Linked DNA regions of Sus scrofa: all the other regions are linked to region 3. A link is a contact called in public HiChIP or PLAC-seq and promoter capture Hi-C data. All regions are on one chromosome and are shown on one strand. The core of a region is the stretch at or near the end of the contact, and the rest is flanking DNA. Distances in the headings are between cores, read along the strand shown. Region 1 holds the start of HSPG2 (basement membrane-specific heparan sulfate proteoglycan core protein). Region 2 holds the start of LOC100627283 (SCAN domain-containing 1-like). Region 3 holds the start of USP48 (ubiquitin carboxyl-terminal hydrolase 48).

Region 1 (2,700 bases), core at 75-2,574, 150 kb after region 3:
GGACTGGGGGAGGAGAGGTGCTGGGTGGGTGGGGCAAGAGAGGTGAGGGGTCACATCTGACTCAGGAGGCCAGAGGTGAGAGGGAGCCGGCAAGGCGAGGACAGGGAGTCAGTCACTGCGCAAACACTGGCCAGCTTAGAAAAGTCCCTCTCTTGGCTCTGAGACCAAGGGGCAGGGACAGCCCAGGACCACCTGAGAGAGGCTGGGGGTGGCTCTGTGGTTCACCACACAGGCCCAGCTCCCCAGATGTGCCCCCATCCACATGTGCCCCAAGTGCCCTGCCCAGTGACCCCGCCCTGCCCTTCTGGAGTTCACTGAGTCTTCTGAGCCTCTCCTGGCCAAGTGTTCTCTTTCCCTCAGCATGGGCCCATCCAAGCTCAGAGCAGGGGACTGGGCTGTAAGGGGCAGGCCTCTCCTGCACCCTGAGGACCTGGGAAGAAGAACTCTGGGGAAACAGATCCACTGAGTGTCCACCACAAACAGGGGTCCACACCGCCACTTCTACAAGTACTCCACCCAGTCCTGCACTTTGAAGCTACGCATTTTGAGTTTCCCCCAGGCATGTGGGCTGGTCTCAGAGAAGTTAACAACTTGCCCGAGGTCACACAATTGCTCAGTGAAGAGCAGGGATTGATTCAGTTCCTGGGCTGTGCGACTCCAGGGCCCGTGGGTGTTCCACACAAGACTCAGTTGTATCCAGAATGGTTCTTTACTTATGCCTGCCTGGTGACCAGCTCCCCAAGGGGACAGACCTCTCCATAAAGTTCCAGTGAGGACTGGTAGGGTCCCCATTACCATCGAGCGCTCCTGTTCCAAGTTGGCACAGAAAGGCGTGTCCTCTCCCTGCCAAGTTCCCACCCAGCTCGAAGTTTCTCCGCCTGGCCCCCAGGAATGGCAGGCCAGGCCATGCCCAGCGCGACTCGGAGACCCAGCAACGTGGCCGGACGACCCACGGGCTCCCACGAGGGCCGGCCCCGCCCCCGGCCCCACGCAGGGTTCCCTGGGCGCCCCTCCGGACAGCCCCACGGCGGAGGGTGGCGCTGGCCTCTTGGCAGCCCGGGGTCCCTGGCGGGCGCCGCCGTCCCGGGCCAGATTCCCGGCCGCGCAGCCTCGGCGCCCCCGCCAAGTTGGCGGGCACGGCGAGCGGGGCCCGGGGTGCCTCCCGCCCCTCCGCCCCGCACACTCACCGCGAGCAGCCGCCCTTGTAGCAGCAGCGCCAGCAACAGCGCGCCCGCCGCCCGCCGCCCCATGGCCCGGCCCGCTCCGCTCACTCGCTCGCTCGGAGCCCGCCCGCAGCCGCCGGCTCGCCAGCCTGCGGACTTCTCGGGACGGCGCGGCCCGCTCCCGCCACCCCCCGCCCCTCCTGCTGCTGCCCGCCCCGCCCCCGCGGCCTCCCGCCCCGCCCCCGCGAGGGCAAGACCCCGCCCCCGGGTCTCCCCGCCCCGGGCGCCAGGCCCCGCCCCCAGGCCCGCCCCCGGACCGAGGGCTCCACTCTCTCCAGCCTGCCGCACAGCCAAGGCGGCCTTTGTCTGGGCCATCGGCCCCCTCCGTGTGGGCCGCGGCCCAGCCCGGTTCCCGGCCAAACCCGGCCTGGAGTGTGGATCGGACGGGGGGCCGGGTCCCTGCGCGTGGGACCTCCCTCCCTCCATGCTCACGGCTCTCCCGCACGCCCCCGACCCATGTGTGGACCCCTAAATCCTTTCTCACACCCTTTCACACTTCGCAGACGTGACTCACGTGGGCCTTTCTCCAGGTCCCTCCAGAATAGCACGCGATCACACGGACACGGTCACACACGCTCATGCCAACTTTGGCTCACAAGATCACCTGCACATTCACAAGTTTCACGCTCTAACGCTCATCCACTGCCCGTGAACGCTCTGCACATGCTCGCAGTCTTTCACCCAAATTTCGTAAACTAACAGTCCTCATTGACTCAAAAGATCATTCTATCCCTTGTACACCTTTACCTCTATAGGTGATGCAGTGGACACAACTTACACACGCGCACACACACACTCTGCCGCTCATGTTCATAATCACATTTTCACACACTAACCTATACGAATGCCAATATACAAAGCATAAGGCCATTTTCATGCTCAGATTCCCTACAGGCGCTCCCCGCTCACACAGAGGCCAATTCTTACCAGCATAGCACCTGCCTTTTTACATTTTCTCACACACTGACCACATTGCCTTACACTGGGGACCCAATACTGAGCTGAATTACCCCCTATGCACACAAATCCATAGACCAACTTTGATTCACACAAGTTACAGCACCACTGCTTAGAGACACACGGACTCACACACCTAGGCCCAGACACAGACACTGCCAAAGCCTCAGTCACAGATGCTTGGACGGTAAATCACAACCCCTGATGACACAGACCCAGAAACAGCATGCACGGCCACACTACCAGGCCTCCCTGGGGTTGTGGTCTCCTTTCTGCCTGAAAGTTTCCAGGGCAGCCCAGGCTGATGGGTGGAGAGAAAACTGGTGTGTGTGTGTGTGTCACTTGGAAGAAAACTTTTGAGTAATGATACAGGGGGGAGGATCAAAACTGAAGTTTCCATTGTTTCCTATGAGAGTTGCTAGGTTCCAGAGACTCACGGCTGGGTTTGCAGCCAGGAGTGAGGTGAGCTGTGGACAGAAGGAAATGCCCAGCTAACTGGGCGGCACCAGGCCCGGCTCCG
Region 2 (2,784 bases), core at 196-2,695, 200 kb after region 3:
AGGAAGCACAGAGGAGCCCTCTTTATTTCCTAGCCCACCTCACTTGCATAGGCCAAGTCGGAAGGAGTAAATTCCTTCCCTTCAGGATTAAGAGTGAATTGGGAAGGCTGCCTTGGTTAGCATCTCCGCATTTCCTCTTACAGGCTGTGTTTGTTTTGTTTTGTTTTGTTTTGCCATTTCTAGGGCTGCTCCTGCAGCATATGGAGGTTCCCAGGCTAGGGGTCGAATTGGAGCTGTAGCCTCCAGCCTACACAAGAGCCACAGCAACATGGGATCCGAGCCGTGTCTGCAACCTACACCACAGCTCATGGCAATGCCAGATCCTTAACCCACTGAGCAAGGCAGGGATCGAACCCGAAACCTCATGGTTCCTAGTTGGATTCGTTAACCACTGAGCCACAATGGGAACTCCCAGGCTGTGCTGCTTAACCTTGCGCCCAGACTGAGACTCAAAGCAGCTTAGTAAGAATTCAAAATCTCAGTTTTTTTTTTTTTTTTTTGCCACACCTGTGCAGGCAAGTTCCATCAAACCCATGCCACAGGAGTTCCCATAGTGCCTCAGCAGAAACAAATCTGACTAGTATCCATGAGGATGCAGGTTCAATCCCTGGCTCACTCAGTGGGTTAAGGATCGGGCATTGCCATGAGGTGTGGTGTAGGTCCCAGACTGAGGCTCAGATCCTGAGTTACTGTGGCTGTGGCATAGGCCAGTGGCTATAGTTCCGATTCAACCCCTAGCCTGGGAACCTCCTGCCGTGGAGCATTCAGCCCTAAAAAGACAAAATAGAAAAACAAAAACAAATACCCCCCCAAAAGCCCCACGCCACAGCAGTGACAACACCGGATGCTTAACCCACAGAGCCCCAAGGAAATTCCACATTTTCGGTTCTTTTTTTTCTTTTATGGTGCACCTTCGGCATATGGAATTTCCCAGGCTAGGGGTCCATCCCAGCTGCATCTGCGACCTACACTACAGCTCACAGCAACGCTGTATACTTAACCCATTGAGTGAGGCCAGGGATGGAACCCGCATCCTCATGGATACTAGTTGGGTTCCTATCTGCTGAGCCACAATGGGAACTCACCAAAATTTCGTTAACCATCAGCAATTGGAAAGTCTTGGGGAAGAGACACACAGGGCTAAGATTTAGCCTCCTATGCACATTGGGGTCTTTTCCCGGACAGTCGGCCCCACTGACACATGCCCACTATCTGGGTAGGTCTATCTGGGTACACAGAAACCTAATAGACTGCACCCTCTGTTCATCTGGAGTGATTTCCACAGGAATCTATGCAGACCACTCTCTCCCAAGAGCAGCTAGCCAGCGCTCTATTTTGGTTTCTTTCCTCTGGGTGGTGCAAAGGCCCAACCAAGGGTGTAACCTCAGGGTGGGGCGCTGACTCCACTGCGGGCAGGCTCCAGGAGTGTCTCAATTCCTGCTTCATCCTCTTTCCATTTTGTTGGGCAGACTGGGGCTCAGTAAGACAAAGGCCATCCCTGAAGCGGAAAAGCTCCGCACGGTCGGGAGAACTGGGGACTGAAGGAGGCCAAGAGGCCAAGGCCCGCTAAGACCATGAAGCTGCGGAGCACCGCCAAGGCCTAGAGAGATCCGCCTCTCGAACCCCGGTCCCCCTCCGCTTCCAGCTTCCGGGATGGGCGCGGCTTCCGGTTCCGGCGGTGGGCTACAAAGCTCGGGGCCGGGGAGCTGGTTTCCTTTTCCTGGACCCGGTGGAGGGCCCTCTAGTTTCATCGCGAGCCGCCCGGTCCCCCCGCCCTCTGAGGGGCACCTGCGCAGGTGAACTTCCCTTCCCGCCCCCTGCGCCTCCCCTTCCCCCGCGCACCGTCCGGTAGGAACGGGCGCCGGCGCCGCTGCCCTAGGAGGGGGAGGCCCTGCCCGCGGGGTGTGCCGGCTGCTCGGCCTGCCGTGGCTTTGGGTCCCCGCTTCAGCTCCGGAGGAGGACGGCCCGGTTCTGGAGCCGCAGATGAGCCTTTTCCGGCCAGATTTCTGCCCTCTGAGCCGCACCCAGGTGGTGGGAGGAGTCGGCCCACCTCCCCGCCGGGATGCGGGTGACTTTTGTACCGGGCTGAGTGGTCCCACGCTTTGGACCTTGGGCAAGTCTCCTCTCCTCAAGCCTCAGATTGTTTATCTGAATGGAAATGACAGTAACGGTCCTATCGGGAGCTTTGGACGAGGGAAAGCTGCTGCGGAATGTCTGGCCCGCAATGGCCAACAGCCGGGCAGGCTGCTGTTACTGGAGGCAACTGGGGCGTTGGAGAGTCAGATCGGGAATTTAACCAGAGTCGCTAAGAGGATCACGTAGGGAATGTGAAATGCTCAGCACAGTGTCAGATAGGAAATAAAGGTGCCCTAAACTGGAGGTATTAATTGGTAAGGGTAAGCATTTCGGTCTGGCATGGCAGGTGGGCTTCTAAAAACTGATAGGACTTAATAAGCTAGGTACATTTGCGGAGCTGGTTCATCTTTCAGAACCAACCGTGAGAACCGGCCCACTGACCGTTGAGATTGTACCTAGCAGTCGGATGGTGAAGATCTCCAGTGCTGGGAACTAGAATAATTAGTAAAAGGTGTTTTCCGAAGTGGATTAGGGTTTTCACTCGGAATGATTTGGGGCCAGAGGAGGAAACTGGAAACGACTCCTCTTGAGTTGTGAAAGTAACAGTTATAGTTTACAAGAAAATACAAAAAGATGTATGGAAAATGTTCCCTCTTTTACTGTTCCTGCTCCTCAGAGGTTAAAAAGAATTTCTTTGATAACCTTCCA
Region 3 (2,757 bases), core at 91-2,590:
AAACTGAAGCTCTTGTATTATGTCATTCCAGTACTGACTGTTGTTGCTCTCCTTGTGAGCCGCCTCGCAGAGCCTGGAATTACTTTTGCTTTATGGAAGCTTCCTAACTTGTTTTGCTTCCCATATTAAACTTAAAGCTCCAAATCTGAGACCAGGACTTCCCTCCCTTCCAGATCCCGGCATGGAATGCAAAAACTCCAGAAAGTCTTTACAAAATGTTTGCTCCAAGAAGGCTACTGAGCATGCCCGGCTTGGCCAAATCAATTCAACATTCCGAAACAAAAACTATAGTTCCCGCGTTAAAAGGTGGAAAAACAGCTAAGGATTCTATCTAAAAGAAACGCAAGGTTCAACGACTAAGTTGAAGTAAAGGACAGCACTTAACACAGCTCAAACTTTGTACTTAGTAGAGCCGCGTTGAGCCACAACCCCGCCCCCCCGAAAAAGGCTAAAAAATACTAGATTAACGAGAGTGCGGAGGTCAACTGAGGATGAAGGGTATAGATGACTCAGGCTAACCATACGTTTTCCTAAAGCCGCCCTACCCAAAAATAAAGATGATCACGCCTTGAGCGTCAACACCAGTACAGGATACACAGTGATGAAGCTCACTTCGAAGTTCCCGTTTTACAAACCAAAAGCCGAGCCGTGGCCAAGATATACCAAGTACCAACATTTGCTAAGCTCTCTTCTGCATTCAACCACCTCCACCGCCATCTTCTAGATAAGAACCAGAACCTTTTCTGAAGGGCTTTCAGCAGAACCTTTCTGCATGGCTTCGTGCAGAGCCCGAGAAGGCTACGTTTCCCAGGTCGCCCAGACCGCGGAAAGGAGGAAGCCTTCACCTTGTTCTCCCCATGCCTGCTACATGCACGCCACCAGCCGCCGTTTTCCTTCCCCAAACCCGACCCCCTGCTCCCCGCCTGGCTGTCCAAGGTCCGACGCGAAAGGGGCGCGAGGCATGTTGCGCGGGCCTCACCTGCACACGCCACGGATGCAGGGCTCCAGCCAGATGCGGTAGGCGGTCTCGATGTGCTCCTGCGACACCTCCTCGGGCCGCACCGTCTCCGCCCAGCGCCAGGCCGCCTTCTCCAGCTGCAGCCGCGGGGCCATGGCCTTGGCCCGAGGAGTGCCTCCTGAGCCCGGCCGCCGCCGCCTCCTCCACTGCTGCCCAAATGGGCTCCGCCACCTGCCAGCGATGAGGACCAGACGCTCCCTCAGCCAGCTGGCCAGTCAATCACCTGTGCGCGCCTCTGACTCTGCGCCCGCCCGCCGCCCGCCCGCGCCCGACCCGTACGACCGGCCGCAAAGCACCGCCGCGGATACCCGACACCCCCCGCGCCCTCAGACGTTGGAGGTGTACTCCCCGCCGTGGCGGGCGCATGCGCGTCCCCAGTAGCCTTTGCGCCTCCCGCGCCTGTGGCCTGACAGGCGGAGGAAGGGGAAGCCACTGTTGGAGACTTCTGCCACATCCTCACCAGCGCTAATGTGGCTGCAGTGTCTCAGCCCCTGTACAGAATAGCGTCCTGCGCAACACTACTCTTACAAGCCGGTACCTCGAGGACCGAAGGCTGCCTACTCTTGCCCGGTGGTACTTTCCCTTTAACCGTGAAGGATTCACGCGAGAGGCTACTCAACGCACACCATAGATCCGCTGGAATGTGGGGGTGGGGTCTGAAACTTGGGTCACGAAAGAAACCAGAGTCGACTCTCTGGAAGATTTAACTTGAGCCTGGACGGTTTCGGACTCCTTCCCGGGCCCTTCTGACGTCACGGGATGTTTGGCCTTTTCCTGAGCAGCAACTGGACTACGTATCCCGGCGTGCATTGCGTGCTGCCACTCGCTGGATGCGAGGCATGCTGGGATTTGTATTCCTCGAAGTAGCCGACTTGTTGTGCCAAGGATTGTGCCGGAACGCCAGCTGGTACCTGGGCGGGGTTTCTCTGACCTGAAAGGTCGCCCTAGCTGGTGACGGACCCTCCTCACTTACCGCTATCTCCATATGCTGATTTCTTCCTTCTTTAGCTCCAGGGTTTGAAGACGTTTCCTTTTTTGCGGCCCCTGCCTCAGGTTATAAAGAGGAGCCTTATCAGAATGTTTTGCAAATTGTAAAGGGCCTTGGTTGAGTGAGGATTTGAGAGGTTTATATTTGAATGAGAGCCCTAGGGCGGTCTAAGCACCAATTTCTGAATCAATAGCTTGCCAGTTGGGTAACCTTGGACTGGATGCTTATTGTGTGTAATTCACTAGACAAACGTTCAATGAAGGAATTATGAAAATAAGACGTGGTCCGGCACTTGAGGGTGGGTGAGAGTGGTAAAGTTTGGAGTACTTGGGATAAGGCTTCCCAAAGAGGAACACTCCTAAACCCGCCTGTATAAAATAGAGTTTACCCAGGTGAGAAGAAAAGCACCATTCCAGACAAAGGGAACCACAAGAAGTTAAAGGATAGAAGAGAGAAACTTCTTGGTATGAGACAGGGAGGTCAGACTTGAGAGGAAGGATGGCCAAGGCTTTGCTTTTATCTGAGGACTCATTGAAAGGTTTAAAGCTGATACGTGAAATAATGGGAGTTGTACATTTTGTATGGTTTCCTCAGTCTAGGTCAAGGTCAGAAGTGTAGAAAACTATAGAACTAATACAAGCCGGAGATAATGAAAGCCTAAATGGGGCAGTGTAGTAGGTGTGGAATTGTGGAGACAAACTTGAAAGATAGGGAATTGTTAAACTCCATATCTTTCAAGTTTGTCTAATCA

What was found. Promoter capture Hi-C pulls out the DNA fragments that hold promoters and counts their contacts. HiChIP or PLAC-seq counts read pairs in DNA pulled down with a chosen protein or histone mark.
Region 1: a promoter capture Hi-C map of skeletal muscle shows a contact between it and region 3, with 12 times the contacts expected there. The contact joins the promoter of HSPG2 here to the promoter of USP48 in region 3. A contact is called at or near these places in 3 of 5 promoter capture datasets (fetal skeletal muscle, liver and skeletal muscle), 1 of 47 Hi-C or Micro-C datasets (embryonic fibroblasts) and 1 of 2 datasets of contacts at active chromatin or transcription factors (skeletal muscle).
Region 2: a contact with region 3 is called in an H3K27ac HiChIP or PLAC-seq map of alveolar macrophages. The contact joins the promoter of LOC100627283 here to the promoter of USP48 in region 3. A contact is called at or near these places in 1 of 5 promoter capture datasets (fetal skeletal muscle) and 1 of 2 datasets of contacts at active chromatin or transcription factors (alveolar macrophages).

The regions. Positions count from the first base shown.
Region 1 is chr6:79,956,959-79,959,658 of Sscrofa11.1, forward strand. It overlaps HSPG2 (basement membrane-specific heparan sulfate proteoglycan core protein), which reads right to left and starts at 1,325. Exons shown (of 97, transcript XM_021095494.1): 1 at 1,188-1,325. The coding sequence starts at 1,250.
Region 2 is chr6:80,010,767-80,013,550 of Sscrofa11.1, forward strand. It overlaps LOC100627283 (SCAN domain-containing 1-like), which reads left to right and starts at 1,446. Exons shown (of 2, transcript NM_001243578.1): 1 at 1,446-1,796.
Region 3 is chr6:79,808,901-79,811,657 of Sscrofa11.1, forward strand. It overlaps USP48 (ubiquitin carboxyl-terminal hydrolase 48), which reads right to left and starts at 1,341. Exons shown (of 27, transcript XM_021097702.1): 1 at 980-1,341. The coding sequence starts at 1,113.